Regions from separate parts of the Arachis hypogaea genome. Here region 2 is linked to region 1. The links are chromatin contacts, called in public Hi-C maps. All regions are on one chromosome and are shown on one strand. Each heading gives the region's core, a stretch centred on a gene start, on an enhancer-like site or on the middle of the called end of the contact. The rest is flanking DNA. Distances are from core to core; before and after follow the strand shown. Region 1 holds the start of LOC112697245. Region 2 overlaps LOC112697248 (myb-related protein 315).

Region 1 (7,615 bases), core at 2,441-4,940:
ACTTGATAGTGTCAAATCATGTCTCCATTTTCCTCGATCTCAATTGCACCATTCAGCAACAGGATCCTCAAGCTCAAATACCAGTTGATAGAGCTAGCACTAGCAGAACGGGTAAGCTTTATTGCTGCACAGGGATTGCCAATTAGCACTCCCTAGAAGATTCTACACAGTTGGGACTACCAACTCAGGGAGAGAGATTCTCTCAGTTTCTAACAGAATTTATAACAGAAAATGCACATAAAACTAAACTAACTATAACCTAACTATTTATAGGCAGTGAGTAATAGAATCTAACAACCTAGCAGCCAGCTGGACCATGCTAACAACTCCTAAAACTGCCACTTAACTACTACTTACCTCTCCTTTTGTACCAATAAAAATTGCCAATTACTATATCTCTGACCATCTTAAAACAAATATATGTTGTGTCTGCGTTATCATCATTATCAGTATGACGATTATTTAGTACATTGGTGGCAATACTGTTTAAACTTTGGACCTTATGTACATTATCTAAATCAATAAACACTAGATTACTCCTAATGTGTCGGCTAATTTATAAATCATGTGGGGTAAAAGAGATAGAATGTAACACCTAATTCCACCAATAAGATTGTGCCAACTTATGGACATGAAGCAATTTTATTTAATTTGTTCTATTTGGCAGTCTTCACCCTTCATGCTTTTTACATTCTATTCATTCCTTCATTTTTTGTTTTATTGCAGAGGCTAGCTATGGGCAAGTCTCTCCCAAGGCTTCTGGATTCAACACTTTGTATCTGCGTTATACTTCACGGCATCTGCAACACAAAGCCAGAGTTCAATTCTTTCTTTTTGCCCATCAGGGGGGTCCCCATCCTCAAAGTTCGTCTATACTTCCTATATCTGATAGCTGGATACTGTTCCTATTTTGCTGGTCTGGCCATGGCTCCGTACATAGCCTTTTATGCTATGGCTGCTATAGGTGCCATTTCCTTTACTTTAAGGATGTTGCAAAGAAGGAATAGGGATACAAAACAGGTTACTTATGGCAGCAGAAAGCGGCACTAAACAAGCTTCAACAACTTCGTAGAACTAGATAATAGGATGTCAGGAGTTCTCACTGTTATGAATTTACGATTGTTTTGATGATGTATACCTCGGTCATTGCTGTTTGATGCTTCATGTCGAGACGAAATTTCACTGGTGAAATGAAACTGAGAGTGTGTAATCCGAGTATTCCACGTAGAACTGTTGCAACATTTTAGAAGCTTTGGGCTTAGCATTTCTTTTGTTCATATTTTTTTCTTTTATTCTTTTATACATATGTGCCAAGGTCCTTTTTTGCTAGCGGATCTTTGTATAAGGATATACATTGTAGAATTTTGCTGGAACACAATTAAAATCTTCTTGATGGTTTGAGATGATGCCCATTTATATGCTTTTTGTCTTTATATGTATAAGGATATTCCATTACATTGTAGAATTTTGCTGGAACACAATTAAAATCTTCTTGATGGTTTGAGATGATGCCCATTTATATGCTTTTTGTCTTTAGGATGATCCTCTTAACTCTCATTTTCATTGCTGCAACTCTCATTTATAAAGAAAGCATGTTATGTGATTGTTGGATGAGAATAAGAAAATTGATTATATTGACTTAATTTAGATAGAGAAGACTAAATAAGAATGTGTGTAGTACAACCGAATAAACTCACTATAAGATAGAATCACAGGTCCTTCAGTAAACAAATTTAATGTGATCACAAATTCTAAAGTTACTAAATAACAACCTCCAAGCCTAATCCCATGAAGTGGATCCACTTTACAGATAAAACAGCGGCAAAGTTCCTTGACATATATATTGTTGTCAACAACAAAAGTTCTCGAGAAAAAAATATATAAAAAGAAAATTTGCATAAAAAACAACAAACAATACAAATTAGGAGCAGCTGAAGCAGCTACTGGTCCCTATTTTATTTTTCAAAATCTTCGATCTCTAATGCGAAGACTCATGGCTCTAGATGCCATTGCCCTCAAATTTTCTCTAGCTAAATCCACAGATGAGGATCTGCTGGAATGGTGTTGTTCCTGTGTTCCCCTAAAGGCCTGCATAAACTCCTCTCTCTGCAGCCTCAGGGCAATTGCTGCATCCTCAGTTTGTGTAGCAGGAGTAATCCCTCTTCTTGATCTCACACCTTGGAGCCGCCTTGCTTCCTGATCAGTTATTGCGGCAGCCCTACCGCTGCTTCTCCTTGTACTGACACCACCTCTGGTTGTTGTGCTTTCACCATTCCTTAAATTGTTGTAAAATGCTGCTTCTGGGCTCAGGCACTTAGATTGTTGCCGGCTATTTATGGCGCCGGCCGCTTTCCTTGCCTCAACTTCTTGGGGAAACAGGAGCTGTATTGTATTCCAGAGAACAGTGTTCACAGTGCATGATCTTCCATTGCTGCAATTTAACAAAAAAATGATAAAACATTAATTAAGAATATGAGATTTTTGTGAAGTAAAAAAAGAAAGAAGGAAAAGAAATTATACATACCCTATTAATTGCCTGCATTTTGGGCATTTTTTGCCACATTTGTCTGCAGCAGATCGAAGGCACTTTTTACAAAAGCTGTAAATATTAAAGATTTTGAATTAGAAATCTAGGATATGATAATCAATTAATTAATAGAAATTTAAAAAAAAGGGCCAGGACAAATCATACTAAGTAAGAAATTCAGAAAATTTTTATTTGAAGTGTACCTGTGACCACAAGGGGTGGTACTTGGCTCAAAGCATATCTCCAAACAAATCTGCACAATGATAAATAAAAACAAACATGAAATGATTTTGAAACTAGGAATTTATGAACCTTGAAAACAATGATATCGACATCAAAACCACTCACGGCGCAAGAAAGCTCGTCTCTGAGCTTATCAATGCAGGGAAGTGCAGCAACACCGGATTCCTTCCCTCCTTCTTTACTCTCTTCGTTTACAGTGGCCTTCTTTTCTTTAGTCTTTTTCCCACTATCTGCACAGTAATGATAACATAAGAATCTAAGATCACAATGATTATGAAAGATCAAGAACCCTAAACCCCAAATTGGAAATAAAATAACCTTTTCTTGGAGTGTCTTCTTCGTCAAGATCAAGAACAGCCACTCGTATCGATTCTGGAGAACTCTGTGCTCTGCGTTTCCTAAACACAAAGTTCATTCCAATAATCACATAATTGCAATAACACAATTCAATCAAAAAAGCGTTGAAGAAAGCAGGATTAGAATACCTTCTTGAATTGGTGGGTGGAGTCTTGGAGTTCAAGACAGAGCGCTTCTTGTGTTTGAAATCTCTATCGGGTGTGTCTTCAACGACGAGGCTTGCGAGAAGCAGTGCCTCTTCGTCCCAGCCGGCCATAGCTGCCGCAGATTTGAATCGCGGACTGAAAACGGCATCGTTAAGGTTTTGGCTTTGGCCATTTCCCTCAGTTGCAGGGTACTTCTGGTTTCTGGGGCTTCGTTTTTGGTCTTCACTAACCATTTTTTGTTTCTTTTTGGTTTGAGAATGGTTCTGTCTGAATATGAAAACAGTACAAACTGGGAAGTGAAGGGTATAAGGTTTCACCAACGGTCGAATTGTATTTTATTTTATTTTAGTTTTGAATTCGCAACGGCTATAATTTGTGGTGGTAGCGTGGTACTATATACTGCGAAATGCGATAATACGCTCACAATCTTTGCTAGATTAGAAGAATTTTATATGGCATAAAATTGAGTGAAACTCTTGAAAATTAATTTTTTTTTGTGTTTTTTGAAAATATAGGTGCAAATTTAAAATAACAAAATGTCAAAGTGAATTGTAAATTTTTTTTATTTGAAAAGATAATTTGCTATATATGTTAGCTAGATTATTTCTTTATCAATAATAGGTTTACCATTGTAATTATTTTTTAGTGAGAGTACATAAAAAAAAAGTACATAGTATATAAGGTGTAATAACTCAACAAATATTTTTCAAAAGGGGGATTTTTCATTCTCTCCAATAATGAGAAGAACCTATCTCTCTCCCTCTCTTAATCCCTTCTAATTCATCAAACCATCAACATCACAGCTTGAACAGCTTAGGACATGAGATTTTCTTCATGGTGCGGTGAGCGTGGAGAGCAACCAAGCTGTGAATCAAAAAAAAAAGAAAAAGTTGTGAATTGAGATCAATCCAATTTTGCCATTCTCTTTCTATCCCTAATTTTTCTTTCGACATTTTCTTTCCCCCATTCTTACCTCTTCCTTCAAACTCATCCAATAGAGTTTGATGAGAGGCTATTTCGCAAGATTCTTTCTTGGTGAACATAGCTGTTCCGATCAACGAGTTGGAAGGAAGAAGATCTGAATCCCTATTACTCTGTGATTCATTGATTTCTCAAAATGGCAAACATGGCAAACAGATCCTCTCATTGCAGAGGTCGTGGAGCTACATTGGCTTGCTCTCATTGCAACAAGCAAGGCCACACAGAAGATGTATGCTATAAGAAGCATGGGTACTCCTCCCACTTCTACCAATGGCAACAACATAACACCACCATCAATCACGTGATCACTGAGGGGCATGATGATATACTCAGTGACAAACAATTCCAGCTCAATTGTCTCCAAGAGAACATTGGAATATCAAGATCTGGATTCACTCCAGAGCAAAGATTTGCCTTGTTAGAGTTGATCAAAGACAAAAGTGTGCAGCAACAACCTCATAATGCAAATCAAATTTTGACTAATTCCATTCACACTTCCACTCCAGGTAAAACCATTGCATTACATTTTAATGCGAGAATTATGAGCATTATCACTCCAAAATCTGCACTATGGATCATTGATTCCGGTGCAACAGATCATGTGACTTTTGACTTAAAAGATTTTGCAAGTTTTCAAAATATTGATCCAATCAATGTGATATAGCCAAATGGAACCAAAACTGTTAGCACCATCATTGGCACAATCACATTCTCTAAAAATTTTTTTCTCAAAAATGTTTTATACATTCCTTCTTTTGATTTTAAATTGATATCTGTGTCAAAGTTAACCTCAAACTTACATTGTCAATTGTTAATCAATGATAAGTGTTGTGAGATACAAGATAGATCCACATCAAAAATGATTGGCATTGCTGAGTGTATAGAAGGGTTATATACAATGAGTAGAGAACCAGAATTCTCTCATTTTCCCCCTCTTCCAACAAAGCAAGCTTCATTGGCGGTAACTACTACTACTACTCATCCCACCACACCTTCACACAGTGAGCACAACAACATTTGGCATCTTAGATTAGGACACATACCCATGCATAAATTGATTTTTCTGAAGAAGTATTATCCTTTTATAGATAGTATTGCTTCAAATTTTCCTTGTGATTCATGTCATTTTGCAAAACAAAAGAAATTATCTTTTAATCTTAGTACAACTAAAATAAAAGATTATTTTGATTTAGTTCATATGGATATCTGGGGTCCTATTTCTGTCCCTTCCAATGAAGGACATAGGTATTTTTTGACTGTGGTGGATGGTAAGAGCAAATTCACTTGGATTTTTTTTATGAAAACCAAATCTGAAGCATCACAATTGGTTATTAATTTTGTGAATTTTGTCAGAGTACATTTTGAAAAACAAGTTAAGTGTATAAGGACCGACAATGGGCCAGAATTCACTCTAAAATCCTTTTTTGCATCAACTGGAATTTTACACCAAACTTCTTGTGTAGAAACACCAGAGCAAAACGGGATTGTAGAGAGAAAACACCAGCATATTTTAGGTGTTGCTAGAGCACTGCTATTTCAATCAGGAATTTCACATTGTTTTTGGCAATATGCAGTTGCTCACGCCATTCACCTAATTAATAGGCTGCCCAGCACTAACCTGAATAATGCTAGTCCTTATAAGCTTTTGTATGGCAACTTACCTGACCTTTCATATTTAAGAGTATTTGGTTCTCTTGCATATGCCTCCACATTAACAAATTCAAGAACAAAATTAGACCCAAGAGCCAGAAAAACAGCTTTTCTTGGTTTTAAATTAGGAACAAAGGGTTTTCGACTTATTGATTTAAAATCAAAGGAAATTTTCATATCCAGAAATGTAATTTTTTATGAAACTCATTTTCCATTTTTACATTCCACTAGCACTGACATTTCTGAAGTGCCCATTCGTACTCCACAATGCATTGATCTTTTTCAATATGATACACCATCCACACATCATTTGCAATCACCCACACATACCACACTCATAGATTCAAATGAACATTTCTCAAGCTCAATGCACTCACCAATTTCCTCACACACCATTGCACCCATTACCACACCACACACTGATAATGCACCTGCATCACAACACTCTGACATCACACATGACTGCATTACTAGAAAGTCTGAAAGAGTCAAGAAACCGCCTGCTTATTTGAAGGACTATCATTGTTTGACAACCCACACAGCTCACTCTAGCAATGTTTCCAACTCTAACTCTTTATATCCTATCTCACAACACTTGTCATATGATAAACTAACCCCGAAATATAAGTCACTTTCTCTAGCCATCAGCTCAAATCAAGAACCTAGCACTTATGAGGAAGCGGCTGCACATGAATGTTGGAGAAAGGCAATACAAGATGAATTGACAGCTCTAGATCAGAACAGAACTTGGTGTCTCACTGAACTCCCAAAAGACAAGAAGGCTGTGGATTGCAAATGGGTTTTTCGGGTAAAATTCAATCCCGATGGCACCATAGAAAGGCACAAAGCGAGGCTAGTTGCAAAAGGATTCACTCAAGTGCAAGGAGTAGATTATGGTGATACTTTTAGTCCAGTTGTCAAAATGACTACCCTACGAGTAATGTTAGCATTAGCAGCGGCAAAGAAATGGCATTTGAAACAGCTGGATGTCAACACTGCCTTCCTTCATGGAGATTTGGACAAAGAAGTTTATATGAAGATACCACCCGGTTTGGCTGTGTCACAACCAGGTTTGGTTTGTAAATTGCAAAAATCTCTATATGGGCTTAAGCAAGCAAGCAGGCAATGGAACATTAAGCTCACTCAGACTCTTGTGGATGCTGGTTATAAGCAGTTTTTTGATGATCATTCACTCTTCATTAAGAAACAATCTCAAAGCTTCACTGCCATTCTAGTATATGTTGATGACTTGGTTTTAACCGGGAATGACATTGGTGAAATCAATTCCATCAAGCAAGATTTGGATGACAAATTCAAAATAAAGGATCTTGGTGATCTCAAATACTTCTTGGGAATGGAAGTAGCACGCTCTAACTCTGGAATTCACATTTATCAGCGGAAGTACACCATGGACCTTCTCAGAGATTTTGGTTATCTAGATTGCAAGCCTCTCTCTACTCCATTTGATTATAGTCAGAAACTTTCAAAGGAATCAGGTACCATTTTAACAGATAACACTGTTTACAGGCAGCTCATCGGCCGACTCCTTTACCTCACAAATACTAGACCCGATATCTCTTATGCTGTGGGACGTTTGAGCCAATTTTTGGACTGTGCAACCACTTCTCACCTACAGGCTGCTTTTCGTGTACTCCGATATTTAAAAGGCCGACCTGCAACTGGTCTCTTCTTCTCCTCTACTTCTAATCTG
Region 2 (7,615 bases), core at 1,456-3,955, 140 kb after region 1:
TGTTATGAAAATAATTTCAAGAGATTTATCTAGAATAAATGATGACCTTGAGTCTGATTCTCCCATAATATGTGCAAGGGAGCCATGTGAACCTAAAGTGATTCCAAGTCTTCCAAATGATAATGGTGAAATTGATTAGTGAAGAATGATCGACAAACAACCATTATAGATATGGCTCCAAACATGTTTGCCAAATAACATTGTGAGAAAGATGAGAAAAACAAATGAGTACATGGAGGACCTTGATTCTGAAACATCTTGATAAGTTTTCATGTAGTGTTTTTTTGTTAGAATCCTAAACGACTCACTTTTCTAAGAACAAGAAAACATGTCTTGTAAGAATAATAATATCTCTTCTTCATGTTTATATTTAGGCTATCTCTGCTAAGAATACTGAAAATAGATCAAAGCAAATATGTCCTCACCAAATGGAATCCACAAATTTTGGAATAGTGCGTAAGTAGCTGGTAATATAACTTATTTTTTGTGATTTCTCCTTTATATTCATGGTGTAGTTGTCTAGTTAGTATGTTTCATGTAAACTTTTTTCTATGTACTCTAGCGTGATTCTAAAGAGAACAGTAAAGAACCATCAAGGGCTAAAGTTTTTATAGCAACTCGCACAAGTAAAAAGGAAAAAGAAAATGATGCTAAAACACACCACAATTGTGAGTTGTTTGTATTTGTATTAAATTTATACAATATAAATTCTAAAGTGATTTCTACTTGGTTGGTAACATTTGCATCAATCACTTGTCTCAATTTATTAAAAAAAGTACACTTTGATTACCTTTGTGGTGAACATTATTTTATTAAAGAAAGCGTGTTTAAATTCCATATATCTATATATTTAAAGGAAAATAGAAACAAAGCTAGGTTTGTTACGAATGGAAGTAAACTGGAGAATGTGGCTCCAATATAAAACATTACAGGTTTTAATTGGAGTAATGCATGACTTATATATACATATAGTTTCCATTGATATATGTCCTCTCATTTTTTGGTAAAATATATGATGCACTAACACAACAATATTTAATATTATACAGGGCCGTGGTAAAATAATTTCGCTTATAATAGATGATTAGTAATCATGAAGTTTTATATTTTGTAATGAAGTATATATACAAGAAGTAGATAATGTAATAATTGTTGGAATTCTAATTCATGTATTAAAAATTTATGGGTAATTATTATGACTTTGATTTTTGGTATTTTATTAGAGCATATATTATGTGATCACACACACTTTTTGTGGTGACAACTTTACGAAGGTTGGATTAGTTGATTTAAAATTACTGGTCATCGACTAAATTATAAAATTATCTATGAATTTTTGCAAAGTTTTATTACGAAGATTAAAAGAATAATAATAGGTTACTGACCAAACTTATAGCTACGCTTTAAGAGAGTGGCTATATTATACTGTAGTTATCAATAGCCACACTTTAAAGCGTGGTCATATCTCTCTCTATTGGCACGCAACTAAAGCGTGGCCATATATATCTATATTGCCACGCTTTTCAAGCGTGGCCATATCTCCCTCTAATGGCACGCTTTTAAAGGATGGCCATATTTTTTTCCATTGCCATGCTTTTAAAGCATGACATTATCTATCTCTATGCCACATTTTAAAAGCGTGGCTATATCCCCACATACGGCCACGCTTTTAAGCGTGATAATATGTAAAAAGCGTGAAAAAAAGCATGGTGATAGAGCAACCGCCACGCTTGCAGATATGACCCTTTCACAAACGTGACGGTAGCTCAAAAAGCGTAGCAAAAAACTATTGCCACGTTTTTTCAACTTTTTACCATACTTTAAAAGGGTAGCAATAGAAGTGTTTTCTTGTAGTGAATAAATTTTACAAAAAAAATTATATCTTTATTCTTTATTTTTTCTGTACTTGTGTGACTACTCATCTATATCAATATCAATATTTTTCCAACACTAAAATTTGCATACGGTCTTGACATGAGAAATACAAAATACTAGTAAAGGGATTATGTGATTTTGCAAAAAATTGTGTCATTTAGTTGTTACTAATTGTTTTAATCTGCATAGTAGTATAAAAGATAGAAAATTTTGTATGAAGTAGGAATCATTTTATCGATTAACATTTCATGTATAAAAAATAAATGCATGTCTTACTTATATAAACTAGATTAATATCTTATTTAATAGCACATAAAAAATAAGATCTAGAGTTTATTGATTGATCAGCCTAATGTCTATTCTGCAACAACCAATTTGTTTCCTTTCACTAATCTTGTCGGTTGAGAAATGACATGAAGTGATCGATCCTTGTACAATGAGTAAAGAAAATTTATAACAATAATGTCACAGCAAAGAAACAAATTTTGATGACAGATTAGAGATGTCCGTATTGAGCGAGGAATGAGGTTTCGAATATATGACTCTTTTTTTCACCACGATTAGATCAAGGGGGTATATACAACAAAATCTTATGTATTTTGAGCATAAAATATTCAAGTGCTGATAAAAATAATTTTAAAAGGTCCAAACAACATGAATTTAGCTTACTTATTTTTATCAACTTTTGTCGATTTAATTTTTTTTTATTTGTCGGCATTTTAATCTTTTAGAATAACTTTTATTAAATTTTGTTAATTTAATTTTTTTTTTTGGACTTGATGTGCTCCGTTACTGTGTATGTCTCCAACTTTGGTTTGGGCTTTATTAAGTCTTGTTCGAAAATAAATTTAAAGAAGGCCGGGTCAACTACCAATTAAAAAATCAAAAACTTTGGCCGCGGACAAAAATATATTTAAAAGATGTCATCGATAAAATAAATAATTTTTAAATAATTTGAATGTGATAAAAATACTATATTTTTTTATCTATTTAATCTAAATTTAATATTTAGTAAATAATTTATCTGTTTAATATAAATTTTTGTGACAATATTTAAATAAATATTTAAAAATTGTACCAAAAAAATTAGAACAAAATTTAATTTCTGAAATTTTCTTTTTATTTTTTTTTTAAATGTGATCATTCACAATAATTTTTTTAAATTTATTTGACATCAAATTACCAAATTTTAAGAATTGAAAGAGCATATTTTTCTAATAATGATTGCAATATTTGTATCAAAATCTTATTTCTAAAGTCTTTTTTTAGAATATATGTTTAATATTTAATTTTTTTTTGTTGTGTTTTCAAATATAATTCTGTTATTTTTTACCAAAATAAAAAACCAAAATAAAAAATAAGAAATTTTTTATTTAAATAAAAAAACCAACATTGGTGTGGCTCAATTTCCAAATTTTATTATTGGTTGTTGTTGTTGTTAATTACGGAAAAGTTTAGGGGGCAGTAATTTTATTGCATTTTGGTTAGCATGTAACCAGCAGAGAAATGTGAGCCATTGGATGAAATCTCACACCAATTTCACACCATCAAATCATCATTGATGACTAGTTAATGGCTACCAATCATAAATGTTGCTGGCCTCCTAGCATTGCTCGTTAATTACATCATGAATAAGTTCGGTAGAGAAGATTACAAGTTTAGCATTTTTAAAACTTATATATGTATATATATTAATCACTGTGTTAGAAACTTATATTAAAGATTATCTCTAACAATTTCATGTAGAATTCAAAATCATGTAATATATTTTTTATATATCTAAAAATCAACATATAATATATTTATTTAGAATATAGATAAATAAATAATAATTCTTCAATTATATGTGATATCCGATTTCGATAAAATTTGGTATAAATAATCTTCATTATATATATATATATATATATATATATATATATATATATATATATATATATATATATTATTGTGATTCAAGTTAAATCGATAAAGTATATTTTTTTAATAAAATATTATGAGTATCGATATCATTTGTTCTTAATTAAATATTATATATGCATATGACCGAAAAATATGCTCTATAAAAAATTACTAGAAAATAAGAAGCATTTTTCATATATTCATGCATCTCACTAGCTAGTATCGCCTTCATGGGAAGCACTATATTTCGTTGTGGATCTCATGTTCCTTGTTTACTTCTCTTAATTTAGTTGATCACATCACAGGTTCATGTATCTGAAAAGTGTTAGGAACTTGGGATTTAGCATCAATAATTGCTAGTGCTTGGAACGACTCTTCCCCAATCATCAAAATCCAAATGTCGATTAAAGAAATGATTTCTATCTAGACCAAGCTTCCGCATGAATGAATCAATATTATAAAGTTGCACTGTTCATTAATTTGTCACACATGTTTAATCAGTTATTACTTAAAGGAGGGCCTAACGAATTAAAATATGCTTAATTTGTATAGCGGACAGCAGAAAGAAACAGCTCGAGTTTCATTAGTAATAATTAGCTCTTTGAAAGATAATACTTTTGCACATTTTATTTCTATGTCATCAATTTTTTTTTTTTTTCACACAACAATTATAATTGTATATACAAGTGAGACGCTCAATAATGATAGCATTAATGACAGGTAGTGTGACCACCCCTTTGTTATAACAAACATGATTTCGGTAAGAAAAAGTATAGACAATAAAAATATTAAACAATGTGAATAATAAATGTATTGGATGTTTAATTTATTAGATGTATAAATGGTTATTTTAATATTAAGATTTAACTGAGTAATTTGAGGGTATAGTGTGTTTTTATTTTATGAGACCAATTTTAGAGTCTATTGTTTATATTGTTTGCACAAAAGTCATTATCTACCTGGTAAAATCCGGTATAAAAGTACAAGAAAAAATAATAATAAAAAATATATAATTTTATATATATAATATTTATAATTACATATTTATTACTATTTATTTATTATAGAAATAATTAATATAAATATAAAATAAGGTAATCTTAAACAGAATTTTTGAACTAATTTGTATTGTCTTGTAATTTTTTTATCATTAGAAAAAAGATGTATTTACGAAAATGCAATTTGCATTTAATCTGAAAGCATGATCCCATTAACAAAAGGAACAAATCAATGCAGAAAAAGCAAGAAAATGCAAGGATAGAAAGTTGGCAATATTCTTTACATACATGAATCTTTCGTAACCCTCTTTTTGAGACCGAATAAAAAAGTAAAGGCTATTGAAGAAACAAATCTTGATCAATGGCATTGAAGCCATCCCATGAGAGAATTGAATCCATACTTTCAATCCATTGCTGTAACAGATTATCCTGATCATCATGGTCATTCTTGGATTCACCCTTAGAAAAGTGACTAGAATAGTTATTATCATCAATAGAAAGAGAAGAAGAACTGCAGTGTGAACTAGTAGTAGTAGTAGTGCTGGTATTATTATTATTGATCTCTTGTTTCACCATCCATGATTCCAAGTCGAATTTTGAACACATCATGTCAAAATCGTTCAAAATCTCAGGATTATCATCATCCCAGCAATTCACCTTCTTTTCTTCTCTTTTCGTCTCCTCCTCCATGGATTTAATTTCTTCTTCTGCATTTTCTTGAGGCTTTTGTGAAATAGTTGTCTGTAAGTTGGTGTTGTTATTTTTGTCCTCATCATCATCGGTTTGTTCTTTCTGTTCAATTTGCTTGTGTGTCACAGGGTCTAATCCAAGGAGCTTCAGCCTCTTCTTGATTCTTGTGTTCCAATGGTTCTTGATCTCGTTGTCTGTCCTCCCAGGAAAATGGGAAGCAATTTTAGACCACCTGATATATTGTTCTGATATATTAGTAATTATATTATCCAATAATAATTGTTAAGGCAAATATATTTTGAACCCTAAACATCCATAATTTATTGAATTTTTGTATAGATTTTATTTCAATACATAAATTTGTTTCCAACATGTATAGTAAAAATAAGTTATTTGTATAGAATATTTATTCTAATATAAAATATTTTACAAAATCATCTAATTACATTTTTTATAACCACGCAATCAATAAAAAGATAATTATCTTTATTAACATGACATTATATAATTAAATATACACATAAAATTATTTTATTCTAACAATACATTTAAATTAAATTTTATAAAATATAAATTAAAAATAAATTAAATTACGCATGTATTTATAATATATACAAATATAATTTTTTCTGTACACATAATATTTTTTAGGTGAGTTCTACCCAACCCCCTCTATTCAACATGTAAATTATCCCTCGTAACGTGACATGCTTTAATTGGATGCTTAGTTTTAGTTTGAGTTAATTTAACTCAATAAGAGTTAATATGTTAACTAAAGTAGGGTAATTTTGTAATTAAATATTTTTATAAGAGGGATAAATATATAATTTCTATAAACATTAAAAAATAAAGTTATATTTTTATTATTGTATAGAAATTTAATTTACCCCAATCCCATTTCTCTCTGAAATTGAAAGAAAAAATCAACTCATTGGGTGTTCCATATTTTGATGAACCAGGAAATAAGTATTTAGAGAAAATAACTAACTAAATGGCTAGAGAAAAAAGATTTGAGTCTATCAGAACACCGTGAGACCATCTCGACCACAAGGTTGTAGCGCGAACGATCCTCCACCGTTCAGATGGCATGCGCTTTTGAACAATTAATCACACTCTGACCTCACGGTCGTAGTTCATCCGCCAGACTTTGGTTCCTGTCTTCTTAAAACTCAAGGATACAGATGTACGAGCCTATAGAACAGATCCTGTTCAAGTAAGGTCGTGTTCTGTGTTTTGTGTTCTTTGTGTTTAGTTATAAAAACTGCTTTTGTTTTGTGAACCTAACCCAGGTGAGACTAAGTTTACGTTTGCGAAATTCAGAAAATCTTAAAATTTAAGAACGTGAAATCGATTATGATGGCTTTTTATGATGATAGTGTAGAAGGGAAAGACGAAAAAGAAGATGAAAATAATGATGATGATGATGATAATGATAGTGATGGTGATGATGATATGGGATTTCTGGATGGCATTGAAATTAAATTTGGAGGTATTTAATTACATAATCACCCACTTTGGGCTATAATTTAATTACTAATAATTTAACCATAGTTAACATAGCAACTAATTAAAAGATGACATGTCACAGAGGGTAAATTACATGTTATTATAAGAATGGTAGACTAGAATTTACCTATTTTTTATTTATATTATTTATGCTTTTCAATTTTATTGGTGTCAAATAGACACTAATTTTATAATTTTCACTCAGCACTCATTTATTAATTAGGATTATACCTATTAATTAGCATAGCAGAGGCTTCTTTATAATCCATTTACATAATTAACATTCTTTATTCCAAATTCATTCTTTTTTTTTTTGAAAACATATATATAATATCATTCGGAAACGGATAACGCCGTATGTACCTGTTACCAAGACGTGAATGTAGTTGTATAATTTGATCCTCTTCCATTTCTGTGAAGCCACCTCTCTTAAGGTCAGGCCTCAAATAATTAATCCACCTCAATCTACAGCTCTTTCCACATCTTAGCAAACCTTCACCACCATGAAATAATAACATGCATCAAGTTAATTTATTTAGATGTGTTTAATTTAATGCACAGATTATGTAAAAATTTTACACATCAGACAATTAATCACATTCATTTTTTAGAAAGAACATAGCTAAAATAAAAATAAAAAATAA

Evidence for each region. A called contact is a pair of places that touch in the nucleus more often than the background predicts.
Region 2: a contact with region 1 is called in a Hi-C map of leaf, with 2.7 times the contacts expected there. The contact joins the enhancer-like site here to the promoter of LOC112697245 in region 1. A contact is called at or near these places in 2 of 8 Hi-C or Micro-C datasets (both in leaf).

The regions. Positions count from the first base shown.
Region 1 is chr6:103,604,546-103,612,160 of arahy.Tifrunner.gnm2.J5K5, forward strand. It overlaps LOC112697245, which reads right to left and starts at 3,691. Exons shown (of 6, transcript XM_025750344.3): 1 at 3,256-3,691; 2 at 3,089-3,168; 3 at 2,876-3,000; 4 at 2,731-2,780; 5 at 2,525-2,599; 6 at 1,804-2,431. The coding sequence starts at 3,506. The coding sequence ends at 1,963. It overlaps LOC112697243, which reads left to right. Exons shown (of 19, transcript XM_025750338.3): 19 at 727-1,401. The coding sequence ends at 1,050.
Region 2 is chr6:103,748,191-103,755,805 of arahy.Tifrunner.gnm2.J5K5, forward strand. It overlaps LOC112697248 (myb-related protein 315), which reads right to left. Exons shown (of 3, transcript XM_025750351.3): 2 at 7,335-7,464; 3 at 4,944-5,697. The coding sequence ends at 5,112. It also overlaps the pseudogene LOC112700654. Among protein-coding and RNA genes, the nearest start is that of LOC112697248, 4.4 kb to the right of the region's middle. Within about 2 kb of position 2,706, at least 1 of the 3 cell types and tissues checked has open chromatin away from gene starts, as enhancers often do.